2 separate regions of the Anas platyrhynchos genome follow, and region 2 is linked to region 1. A link is a contact called in public Hi-C data. All regions are on one chromosome and are shown on one strand. The core of a region is the stretch at or near the end of the contact, and the rest is flanking DNA. Distances in the headings are between cores, read along the strand shown. Region 1 overlaps SERTAD2 (SERTA domain containing 2). Region 2 overlaps SERTAD2 (SERTA domain containing 2).

Region 1 (6,341 bases), core at 2,460-4,959:
TCTCCCCAGAAGCGGGGCTAACAAGATCCTGCTAACCAGCAGCATGAACTGGGTTCCCGGTGCAAATCCAGCACCTGGATTTGTGGTGTCATGATGGAAACTGATTCCTCCCTTTTCCTGTGGGCCTTTTTTTTTGCAGCCATGTGCTGTTCAACCCGTGATCCTGATTAAAACAGCCCGTCGAGGGCTCACCTCCACCTTCCCCATGCAGGCTCTGGAAATCACCAAGTCTTACTCGCCACGTGCGTGTTGTGTGCCTCTGATAACAGAACCAGGTGTGCTGGTGGGGTGGGGCAATGCAGGGCTTAGATGCGATAGTGGCAGCATTTATATGCATTAAAAATCATCCGAATCGTGCATACCACTCTTACACCTTCGTGTGCCCATGGGTCATTTTCCCAAAGCTGTCTCATCCCTGAAGACACAGCGATGCAGCTGGAGGAAGGTTGTGGTGGGATGGTAAGATCCACAAGCACCTAAGCCAGGTCAGCATCTGGGTCCCATGCTGTCAGGTGGGATTTTATGTGTCTGTTTGCACTTCCTAGCCCCTAAATACACCTGAAATATCCAACTTGTGCTTGATAGGGGCTAATGCAAGCAGTACGGGATGCAGTGCTCACGTGCCCCCTGTGGGAGTACTGGCTGCTTGCCTCCTCTTTTCAGGGAGAAGACGAGGAGGCAGCAGGTGGGATGTGCTGCCCCGGTGCCTGGGCCACTCCCAAAACCCATCAATCCCCAGGCCAGCCCCTGCCAGCGTGGAAAAACCAAAGTTCCCACCACACCGGTCAGGAGGAGCCCATCAAGAGGGAAACGATCCAAAATGAGGCGAACTTGAACACGGCTTCCACAAGGCGTGAAAATTATCTTGTTTCATGCTTAGAATAACCCCATTACTGCAATATCCTGAATGAATTATGCCAAACTCGCCCTGCGCACACACACAAAAAAAAAATTCCCTTTGGGCTACTTAACAACAGCGAGAAATTTCAGAAACGGAAGCTCCTGAAAAGAGGGAATTTGAATAAAAGTGTCCTTTGGAACGTAACTACAAAGTGGGTATCATACAGCTTTGATATTTTTAATGGCACTTCTCCTCCTCATTGTGAAATACAGTTCTTTTGTACCCGGAGACTCCTGAAAAGCTTAATCTTTCACGCTTTGTGCTAAGGTATGCATTAAGAAACTCCTCAAATTAAGACCTCTTTGAGGAGCTGATCACTGCAGCGGCTGGGAAGGCCAGAAGAAAAAAAAAAAGCAGCTCTGAGAATGAAAATGATTTTCTCCCAGTGAGAGAGGAGTATTTATTGTAAACACGGGCGGTGGTGTCTTACACTGTGCTATGAGCAGCAGTGCTCCTGTCTTGATTTGTAGTGTCTGAGCACAGAGCTGGTTAATTTGCCACCCCTCGAGGCTGTCGAAGCACCGTTGGGTCGGAGGGAAGAGGAGGCTGTGTGCTCTTCCCTGGGCTGGGGCCCAAGCCCCAACACCTGCTCTCTTGGGAGGTATCCAAGTGAAGAGTTTGTGCATGGCTTCTTGAACACTATAAGGGGCCATCCAATTTGTGGCTAATTTTTTGGAAGCACAGAGGAGTTCCAATTTTAGCCAGGATAGACCCAACAAGGACAAGAGCAGGGTTGAAGAGCAATTTTCCTGCCTAAATCTGGTCCGTGCATTGTCTGTATAGAGACAATCCCAACCTCAGAGCACTCAGCATCCTCCTTGCGTATGGTTAAACACATCAAGTCCTTGCTTTTTCCTCAGTGTCAGTTTTCTTCACGCGTGACAAAGCCACGAATGCTCTTTTAAGATCAGACCCATCCCAAAGAGTGGGAGCACCACCTGGACACAGCTCCATGTCAGCACAGCTCCTGCTGGAGAATCCCTACTAATTGTGATGGAAAAAACTTTGAGCAGCTCTTGCACATCATCAGACACAGAAGAGACACAAATCCAGGCTAAACCTGGCTTGATTTTTGCCACTGCTAACAGAAACACATATTGTTTTGTCATGTTTGGCAGTTTCTCCCCAAAGCTGAAGCGACGGGTGGCCATCTGCTTGTGGCAAATGGGCAGAGAAGGACGGGGAAGAAACGGCAAGGGTGGGACGAAAGATCACACAGCGCTCAGGAAAAGGGGAGATGGACTGGTGAAAAAAAAAAAAAAAAAAAAAAAAAAAAAAAAAAAAAAGCAAACCAACCAAATAGTAAAATAAACTTACAGAAACGTTGAGGAGTTCCAGTAAAAGAGGAAAGAGAAACAATCCAGAAGCTGCCCGTGGCGCTGGGGACGGTATATTTAGTTAAGCCACTGGTACTTTCCTCCGTCGGGAAAAGTGACAATTGCAGGGCTTAGGTCTTAATCCAACAAGGGAATTTCGACGTGGGCTTATTTTTAAAGACGTGAGTAATCCTCACGGTTTCAGCTCGGAAAGGTAGGCTCCAGTGCATATCAAGCCTACTGCCGGGACAGACATCACTGTCAGGGGAAAAAAAAAAAAAAAGACATTTTGCTTGAGCTGCATGTTTTATTTGTGCCTTTGAAAGGTGTGTGTACCCGTACTAACAACGTGGGTGCTAAAAACATGAAGAGTTGAAGGTCTCTACAATTGTGCCTATATCCAGTGCTGCTTGAGACGGCACCAAACCAAAAAGCCCCTCTGACACATCCATTGGCATTTCCTCCTCGATACAGGACCCGTCGGGAGCAGGGCAAATTCTCCATCTCTGAACAGAGAGCCTGGCCGGACGTTTCACGGCAGGAATTTCATTCACTGGACCTTAGGCTGGGGTTCCTTCTGCACCCATCCTTTCAAAACAGCAACAAACCCCTAAGTTTTGAAGCTTAAGCTTTGCTTTGGACACCAGGACGTCAGTGATGCTTGGATACCTTTGAAGCTCAGCTTGGGATGGGGTTGTTCCTAGGGGCAGATGATCCTGCACCCTCTCTTTGGCAATTTTTCACTGCTTCAGACACTTCAGAATGCCCTGATGTGGCAGAGACCACCACGTGCTGCTCCCCACGTGCTCTCCAAGGAGAGCCCCAAATCTGGGAGAACTCACTGTGTTCCTTGAGAAGAAGCATATCCCATGTGTCAGCCTGGCAGCTTTGCCTTTAGCAGGTCCAGTTTCGGACAAGTTGATGCGGACAAGATGCTCATCAGCACGTTCCTCCGCTTCTTCCTGATGGATTGATGTAAGCAAATCCTAAAAGAATAAGGGACTGGAGCAAAAACAGAGAAATAAAGCAGCGTCAAGATGCTCAAAAATACCTCAGTGTTGCAAATGAAAAAAAGAAAAATGACTGGGATCTCATTTGGTTTAGTAAAAAAGGCTTCCCTGTGCATTATATTGCCTTGAACATGGGTTCTTTGCAAGAAGATCCCCAGCACAGCTTGCTGCACCTGGGGGCTGCACCTGGGGGCTCACAGAAGAAACAAGGGGGCCATCCCCAGTGGCTTGCGGCAGGGACAAGGACGGAAAACACCGTCTCAAAATCCCCTCTGGCACCTCTCCGCCTCTGCCTTTTGCCCCCTGCGAGGGTGACGGGACCTGGAAGACCCTTTGCAACGCCTGCACGAGGCCAGCAGCATCCTCGGGATTTTTACCCCCCCTTCTCCGAGCTCGGGGCCGGCGAGCGGAGCGAGAGCGGGGAGGGCCGGCATGACGCACCCCATCGGCATTAGAAGACTTCAGCGGCTATTTATAGGCCCCCGCCGACCGCAGAAAGCTCTCGGCCTCGCTTTTTCCTCCCTCTCTCCCTCCCTCCCTCTCCCTCCTTGGCTTCAGCTCAGCGTGCGGGGGGAGCGAAGGAAAGGCTGGAAAGCAGCCGCTGTGCCCGAGTGTGACATTCCCGAGCACGGCGAGGATTGCGGCCCCTCCGCTACTGCAAGCGCCCGGCAGACCCAGTCCAAACTAATTAATTTCAGCACACTGGCTTTCTGGCCTGGTGCTTTTTCCTCCAGTTTTTTTTTTTTTTTTTTTTTTTCTTTGAGCTTGGATTTCTTTCTCTCTCTCTCTCCTTTTTTATTTTTTTTTCTTCTTTTTTTTTTTTCCCCCCCGTCTTTGCGCAGTTTCGCTTCCCAGCTCCTGGCACGGGCGTGCCTATTCCTCAGCACGGCTGGATAAACACCACGCAGCACAGAGAAGGGGACCTTGCTGTCAGGCAGGGCCAATTTTTCCTTAATTCCTGCCAAGCCCTCCTCATCACATCCCCTTCAATACCCAGCCCAAGCTACGTCCCTCATTTTAGCCATCCTTTACACCTTTGGATACCCTCACAACCGCAAGGGAAGCCTCCAGGGCTGTGCTCCTCATGATCCATCTCTCTTTCTGCACACACATCCCCAGCTCCGTGAGATCCACGAGGGCTGAGCTGAGCCACGGATGGGAAGAGTCCAGCACTGCCCCTGCACCCATCCTGCACGCCCTTTCGGCATGGGTAGCCCCGACAATTTGTCTTCCATCCATGTCTTGCGCTCTCGCTCTTGGCACGCAGGCAGCATTTGGAGGCAGGAATAAAAAATTCGGCACACCTGTATCTGGGCAGCGAGGCAAAAAGAAGGAGTCCTGTCTGTGACAGAGCTGATGGAGAAGCAAAGCCATTTATAATCACTCCAGCGAAGTGAAAAATCGAGGTCACTGGAGGTGCACATCCACTCTCTCTCTCTCTCTCTCTTTTTTTTTTTTTTAACAAAACAATGCCGATTTTCACAATATTTATTGCCAGCGTCATTTCTAGCAGGAGCACTCCTGTATGAATGCAGGCCCTCGGGTTTACAATGGAGGTAAGGGAAGGCAAGTGGGTGAATTAAATCCGTAGCGAGATGCTCTCTTCTGCTTTCGTGTCGAATTAACCATTGCCCTGCCCGTGAGGCCGTACTCCTTGCAGCTCCATCAGGCAATTGAGGGGCTAGCGTTTTTTGGGGTGCAGAGAGATAAGTCTTATCTTTAAGTAAATCATTTCACCACCCTGTTTTTGTGCCTGCCTTATTGATCCAGGCTGTAGCCTCTGGGGTTGTCGCCCACTGCCAGAGTACGTACGCTCCCTGTGGGCTGCGGGGCTTCCAGCTCTGTCGGTGAACACGCAGATATTGAAAAAGGAAACAGCTATTTCAAGAGCTGTGTCTGAATTTAGGGATGTTGCTTAATTTCTGGCCTCCGAATGAGGGAATACGACTTCCTCGACAAGCTCATTCCTCTGAAAACTGGGTTATGGAAAGAAATTGGTTCGTCTTGACCTGGAGATGTCCCAGCCCTGCCCCCAAGAACTGTGCGTTCACCCCTGAAATTTGGGATAAACTGGTAAAATTCTGGGATGCTTCCGGAAGGCTGTTTTCAAAGCAGATCAGAACCAACCACCTGCACGGGAGAAGTTAGTTTTATTCCTCAGTTTTCGGTTCCTTAGTTTTGGAGGCACTTTCACAAACTCTAAAAGCAAATTATCCCTCCACCAGCACAGATCCAGCCTTGACCTTTCCTTAGCGTAATTAAAATTTTGGAGCGCTTTGCCAGATTGCCATATGTCTAAAATTGTTCCTTTCATTTCTACCCTGCTTTCTGCCAACTCCAGCGCGTAAGGAATTGATGGTCGCAGCTCACAATAAATGCCTGCTCGTTTTCATGCATTAAAATCCTGCTTTGGAGGGACCTGCAGCTCGAGCCGAACCAACATCACATAGGATACGATTTGCTCTCGAATTTAGCGTGCTTGTCCACATGCAGCTTACACTCTCCCTGAATTTCTGTGCACGAAATTTTCTCACCGGGTATTTCCCGAAACTCCAGCTTGTCCTCACGGATCACACAAAAGCACCTCTGCTGTAAGTATCTAACGTTTGGCATCCGATGGAGGAGGTGTGCTGAGATCCTTGGTTTTTATTGCATTTATGCCACTGTCCCAGCTTTGCTGCTCCACTCCTAAGCAAGGAAAAAACAAATAAACAAACACCAGCATGTGGCCTCTGCCCCAGACGTGCTGCAGTTGGATGACAGCTAAAGCATTAGATCAGAAACATTTGCAAACCAGGCAATGACGCTGTTGGAGAAGTGCTTTAACTCACGAAGACAGCTGAATTTTCAGATCACTCGAGATGCTGGCGTTTGGCAGTGCTGGGCAGGGCGTCAGGCGTAGGTGCAGCTTCCAAACACACGTGTATATGGCGTGGTTTAGGGATAAAAACTTCCAGGTTCTTTTCCTCTGGGTAAAGGACAGTCTGCTTCTTGCAAGGAGAGCTCTGGCACTCCTCCCTTGGTCATTTCCTAAACGAATTGCTCAGGAACGTGATGCTGAGTGTGAGTATCAGCTTGTTCATGTGCCAGCGGTAATGACGTTGAGCTCAAACC
Region 2 (6,341 bases), core at 1,641-4,140, 45 kb after region 1:
TGGAAGATGTGTGCGATGATTAGGGACGATGTTTCTATGAAGGCTTCAGGCCAGCATCCTGTCTTACTCTTGCAATGACCTGCAGGTCTGCAGACAGCAGCTAGTGGCGTTTCTAAGGTCTCACTCCTCCTGCAGCTGGTGGAAGCTGGTTCCTTTTCAATGTCACTATTTGCACCCGCAGCAGCCGGAGCTGCAAGGTACAAAATCAAGGGAATGGCTTTAAAATCCAGGCTTTGGGCCCGCTTCAGGTCCAGGCTTCCAGCTCCCAGCTCTGACAAGTCTGAGCAGCGCTGCGTAGCACAGGAGTGGGAATGTGTGCGTACACACAGCCTGCATGTGCTGTTCCTGTCAGGTGTTAAAGTCCAGCGTAAAGCAAATACCATTTGCAAGTAGCCCAGAGCTGTCTTTTTTTTTTCTTTTTTTTTTTTTTCTGTGTGTGTGTGTGCGTGTGTCTAAACCTTTGCTGCGAAACAGAGCTCTCATATTTTCCATTCCTAATTCAAGAGCTGGAGGGATCGCTAAAGCCAGGTATCAAGTTACAAGAGAAAGAGTGAAGACATTTGGTTGCAGCTTCATCTGCTCGCGCACTGCACCCATGCAACCCTTCTCGTCAGCCCCCAAGTCAGCATTAAAATGATGCAAGGAAATCGTTCCTCTTTTCTCCGGTGCCGTCCTCGGGAAGCACAGCATCTGGAAGGAAAGCTCTCACCAACAGAGGTGTGTGAGGACTGGGAAGAGGAGGAAGGAAAAACCTTGTAATGCTCTAAAAAGCTTCTCATCCATAGAGCAGGAAATGTTGTTCCTACTCATCTGAGTTCCTAAAAAAAAAAAAAAGAAAGAAAAAAAGCTTCAACAATAACAATTTCCAAATGAAATCCTTTGAATGGATAATGTGTGTAGCCTAAAATGAAGACGTGACTCAGCCAGGAGTTGTTACTATTACTGGTACTGTTTTAGCTTTCAGATGGAGTCAACTTCAGATATTTGGTGCATCCTTGGTTCGGAGAGAAGGCTGGCTAGTGGTGGTGGCAGAATATCCTTTGCTGGGTCGCTAACTCAAAGTGGGATGTTTATGCTGAAATTGAGATTTAACTCGTCATGAGGTTAGACGTGAACATGAATGAGGACTTTAATGTGCAAAAGCAGGCCCAAACCCTGTATCCTACTCCTGTAGTCTGTTTTGTCCCTTCTCATTCTTCCCCCACCCCTCCCATCATCCATGTTTTTGCTGGTATTTTCCAGACCATGGTTCTTCCGTAGACAGGGCCTGTTCTCTTCTGTATTTAGATGCACTCTTCAACCATTTTGCTTTCTTTTTGGTTGTTAACCTGGAACGTGTATCTGGTTGTTTCCTTCACAGTCTGTCCCACCAAAACACGGAGCTTTCCCAAGGAGCTTCATCCCGTAGGCTTCGGCCATCCCTCTTCTCCTGCCTCCTGCATTCTCTTTGTCTTTCCCCTGCCTGCTGTTGTTTCTTCCCCTGCTCTCCGTGCATTGCTCATTCCTGAGCTGCACTTGCCTGGGTGGAAGAGGTCTGCGACCGGCTCCTCCGCCACTTCCCCCCATGCCTTTCCTCCCCTCGAGCTGATGGGAAATGCCGCATTTCCCCCTTCTCTCCTCCCACCGCCCCCTTCCTCTCCTGCTCCCTCTTGTACAGCTCCGTGCAAAATACCAACTGGAGAGGACTTGGAGAGAGGAGGGGGCAGGCTCCGCTTATTTCCCTGTGTGCATTTCCTGCTGGTTGCCTGTTCCTGCGAGCAGGCGCTCTGCCTCCGGAGCGGGGCATGCTTGGGACTCGGTAGAGATCCATTTTGGAAAGGGCAGTGGTGGACTGACATTTGATTTCCTTATTTAAGTGTGACTGTTACCCAGATGGCGGAGACCACGTGTGACTTACAACTCCCTCTCTCTCTCTCTCTGCGCTCCCTCGCTTTTTCTGCCCTTCAGTTCACATTCGGGTGGCTGCCTTCATCATGGCAAGAGGCAGAAATCATCTCCTTTCACGTTGGAAACTTGGGTTAAAAGGAAAACACTCAGAGCTGCAGAAGCTCTGGGGCTCATCTCCTACAGCCCCAAAGGCCTCCTTCTACCCAACTCAGGGGCTTTTCAGAGAGCTGAAAAGGGGAATTTTAGCGTTGTACACGAGCTTTTGGCTTCCTGCAGCTCATGTGGCAGTCGTGAAGGTGTCCCTAAACCGTAGTAGTCATCAGTGCATGATTGCTATATTGAGATACCGTGAACTACATGAACCCTAGATGCGAACCAAATATATAAAAGCACCCAGGGAGGAGTGGGGGGAACATAAATGCATCTGCATATTTTTTGGCTTATCCGTTTATATTTCTCCCAGCGTAGCAGACAGTGATTTGTTGTGTGTGCTGCTTGTGCACTACGTAACACGAACAAAGAGCATCCATGCAATATTAAAGACCCAAATTAAATTAAAACTGTTGAGATCTTCCCCTCCTCCTGTCTCTTTTCTAGGCCAGTTTTTTTTTTTCTTCCCCTGTGTGGGCTGTGTTGCTTGTGTGCTTCCAGGGCTCAATGAAACATGCAGCGCTTCTGGATAACAGACAAAACAGAATTAGGTGCTTTGTTGTTATCCATATGCCCAAGACTAGGGATAAGAAAAGCCTTGTTATCTCTTCCCTCCCTCCTCTCCGCAGACCTTCAGCGCAAGGAGCCAGAAGCTGAGGGAAAACCTCAAAGGGAGTCCAGGTTCTTCCTCTGTCTGTAATTCGTGGTGGGAGCAACACGATGTAACGCCGAGCCGAGGCACTGTGCTTGGGTAACTTTGGGCCTGGGCAAGAGGAAGAAAGGCTGTGAGACAGCTTCTTGTCGGCAGCTTTTCCCTGCAGCCCGCCAGGCTGGCTGTGTTCCTGAAAGACAGGTCACATCCTGCCGGGCACGAGGCACCGGGTGAGGTTGTGCAGCCTGTGCTCCGCAGAACTGCAGACCACATAAGCCCTTTTTGAGTCTTGGCCTGTGAATACAGGAAGGACAGGCTGCAAAAGGTCCTTTATACAGGTGTCTTCAGGTAGGTGGAGAAGAGAGAAGCCTGAGTGACCTCCCTATTCTTCCATCTTGCCCTACAAATGCCCCCCACGGTTGTTGGCCCTTTCCTGGGAAGCACAAGGCCCTTCATTTCAAGGAGCTGTGGATCAGAGGTGGGAGTGCTCACGCTAGGGCAGCCCAAAGAGCCAGTTCACCCCTGAGGACACGAGGAGGAGATACGGACAGCACCAGTACACCCTGTTGAGCACCCTGGTGCTTATGGAAGGGTATTACTTTGCTCTAGCAAAGTTCAGACGAGCAAATGTGGACATCAAACAAGCTGTCCAGCTCTCTGTGCCTCTCCTTACCCCAAGAGGTGTCAAAAGCAACGTGCATCTGCACCTTCTGCCGTTGAAAACGTAGCTCCAAACTCCGAGCCGCTGGTTCAGCTGCTGTGCCAGATGCACGGTGTGACACAAGCACGTCTTCTGTCGGTGTGGAAAGCTCCTGTTGCGAGGTAGAAAGGACACTTGGGGGGAGACATCCAAAAAAGCCTCAGAGCAGAGCTCACCTACCTACCGCACTGCATCGAGGGCAGCAAAGCTCTGTGTGAAACTCAGTCTAGCTGCTGCCGCTCACGCCGACCCTGGATGCACGAGGTTTGCCTCGTAGGAGCCAAAAGGGAATAGCACCATCGGATTTCCTCCGTGCTCCCTCTTGATTTCTGCACCAGCAGCGCTTGGCTTAGGAGCTGAAAGCCTGATCCCAGCTTCTCGAGTGTCAGCCGCCGTGCGCAGCCGCCAGCCACCGAAGCAGAGCCGCGTCTTTCCCTCACCCGCAGCCTGGCTCCTGGCCCTCGGCAGCCCCAGCAGGGCAGGCTCTGCAGCCAGCTCCTGCTCTCCCTCGGCCCCAGTGCCTCGGGAAAGGGAAAACAGCGCTGAGGAGACCAATGAGCAGGGCCGGAGATGGCGTGAGGGTTGGTTGGGCACAGCCCTGGCAGGCTGAATGCCTCCGATCCCACAAAGATCACCGGTGGCGGTGTGGCCATCGGGCAGCACGCACGGAGCAGCCACCTCGTGCTTCAAAACACGAGGGAGAGATGGGCAGGAGCAGTCAAGAGCAGAAGCACATTTGAAGCCTCCCAAGCGTTCTGTGCATTGTTGGGATGTTTGTAGAGTGGTTTGCACTTCCAGACCCCGACCGAACTGCTGCGGTGGGGTCCTGATCATTTATTTTCCTGCACGCGTTGCCAGCTGGGCCGAAGGGCCTACCAAGCACGGGGGCTGCGTGAGGGCAGCGATGTGAGCGAGTTGTTGGAGCTATCTGACGCTGCACGTCTGTCTGTCTTTCAGTGCGTGCGTGTGTGCGGAGTATTTAAAACTTCTAGACAATGGTTTGCTGGGCAGCAGGGAACGAAACCCCTACTGAAGAGCCCATTGTTTACATCCATCGCGGCCTGTTTCGCTGCTGAATTAGTGCCCTGAAACACAGCTTACAACTCGGTTCTTTTTAGCTCCCCTCTCCTTACCCACCCCCTTTGCCGTTCCTTATGGTTGCTAAATCCCGCTGTTACCTGCTCCACACAAGCTTCCCAACTTCCTTCTCTCCCCTTGAGAGGCTTCTCTGTAGAAGCCTCTTGTCTGCACTGGATCACCTCCTGCTTCTGGTTTAGCCAATGTCCCCAGCCTTCACTTACCAGACTCCAACCTTACTGCACCAGTGTGCCCTGTGGGTGTACATTTGTATCTCAGCCCCTATTTGCCCACTCTCCAGCCCTTCTTTCCCCCTCCATTCTGTCCTGTTTGTCTTGGGCAGTGTCTGCATTGGGGTGGGAGCCTTCTCCCCCTCTTCCCCGTGTAAACACATGAGTGTGGCTGCTTGGCAGAGCTGGAACCTTTCCTCCGGGCTGGGTTTGTAGATGGCCCTTTTCTTTGTGAATCGGGGCTGTGTAGCTGGTTACCTGCAGGACGTGCTTGAGCAGCTGCTCGGACTGATGCATACCACGCTCCAGGACTGTTTCTTCTCTCTCCAGCCCTGATTTATAGATAGCTGGGGAAGGGAATTCTGGGCTGCCCTGTTTTGAAAACTATTACGCCGTGCTAAAAGTGGTGAAACAAACACAACGCTTGATGCAGAACCAGCTCCATTCAGTTTTCCCCATCAAGGGGAGGAAAAAGAAAAGCTTCCCTTAATTATCTATACAATAATTCCCCTCAACTCGTACTGCAGGGGATGCAGGTAGAGAGGCTTTTCCAGGAGCTCCTGGAAATTCAGACTGGGATTTCCACAATTAACAGAGGGACTGGGATATTTTAGTTATTTTTTTTTTTTAATATTTCTCTCTGGATAGGCAGCGTGTACATGTCATATAGCACAAACCAGCTGCAGCTCTGCAGGGCTTCTGTGTGCAGACCGGAGCGCCAGAACAGTGTGTCCTCGGGGATCTGCAGAGATGTCCCTATGGCTGGAGAGATCAGCAGGTGGGGAGCAACAGAAGACCCCAAAGATCTCAAGGAAGCACATGAAATCAGCTGAGAGTTGCCTTTAATGAAAGGGGTGCTACGTCTCGTGCAAATCAACAACTTCTGCTTCCCTGTCCTTTACACCTCTGTGGAATGCCCCCTGGATTTTGACTTGAGGGCAGTGGTGTAAATTTTGAAGTACCGTTTGTATGTGCTAGGACAGCGCTGGCCTCCTTTCGGGATGGAGGAGTTACTCTAAAATATGGCAAAATCATCAAATGACAAGAAACCCAAGGCTGTGTCAGCCCATGCCAAAGAAAATCCTGCAAGAGGGAGAGTCAGCTGGGAAAATTTACCCTGTTGCTACGGAGCTCGTTTTGTTGCGTGTATCATGTGCAGGAGGAATAATTAAAGAAATACTCCACCTGGCAAACGAGCAGCCGATCTGTTTGCCCCACTTACAGGACAGCTACACGTGCACTAAACCTGAGACACCTGGCAGCAGCGCTCAGCAGGTACAGGCTGCTAAGGGCCAGGTGGGGAAGCAGATTTTTTGTTAGAGGGATGAATGGGTTCTTGGAAGGCAGGGGAGGAGGGGAAATTCCTATTTGTCTTTCAAGTATTTCTCCCGCGCTGTTAAGGAAACCAGATTTGGAGAGCGTTGGCTCTGTAAGCAGCAAAGCTTTCCATTTCCCACTGCGGGGATGCTTTCTCTGGATTTCCACTACAGGTCGGTGGCAAGGGCCCGAGGCTGTGCCAGGAGCTCACGCCTCCTCCTCCCCGCACCCAGGGGTGATGCGTTGTGGCAGGGGAAGGGCTAGCGGGACATCTCCATCCCAAATCGCCTTCAGACCGAGTTGAGGGTGCAGTAGCGAGGTGGCTGTG

The links. Hi-C and Micro-C count contacts between places; a contact is called where the count stands out from the background.
Region 2: a Hi-C map of liver shows a contact between it and region 1, with 1.9 times the contacts expected there. The contact joins two enhancer-like sites. A contact is called at or near these places in 2 of 8 Hi-C or Micro-C datasets (liver and skeletal muscle).

The regions. Positions count from the first base shown.
Region 1 is chr3:13,095,797-13,102,137 of IASCAAS_PekinDuck_T2T, forward strand. All of the region lies in intron 3 of SERTAD2 (SERTA domain containing 2), which reads left to right. Among named protein-coding and RNA genes, the nearest start is that of SLC1A4, 35 kb to the left of the region's middle. Within about 2 kb of position 3,710, at least 5 of the 8 cell types and tissues checked have an H3K27ac peak or open chromatin away from gene starts, as enhancers often do.
Region 2 is chr3:13,141,326-13,147,666 of IASCAAS_PekinDuck_T2T, forward strand. SERTAD2 (SERTA domain containing 2) reads left to right here. Exons shown (of 5, transcript XR_011808000.1): 5 at 2,667-6,341. Among named protein-coding and RNA genes, the nearest start is that of SLC1A4, 80 kb to the left of the region's middle. Within about 2 kb of position 2,891, at least 2 of the 8 cell types and tissues checked have an H3K27ac peak or open chromatin away from gene starts, as enhancers often do.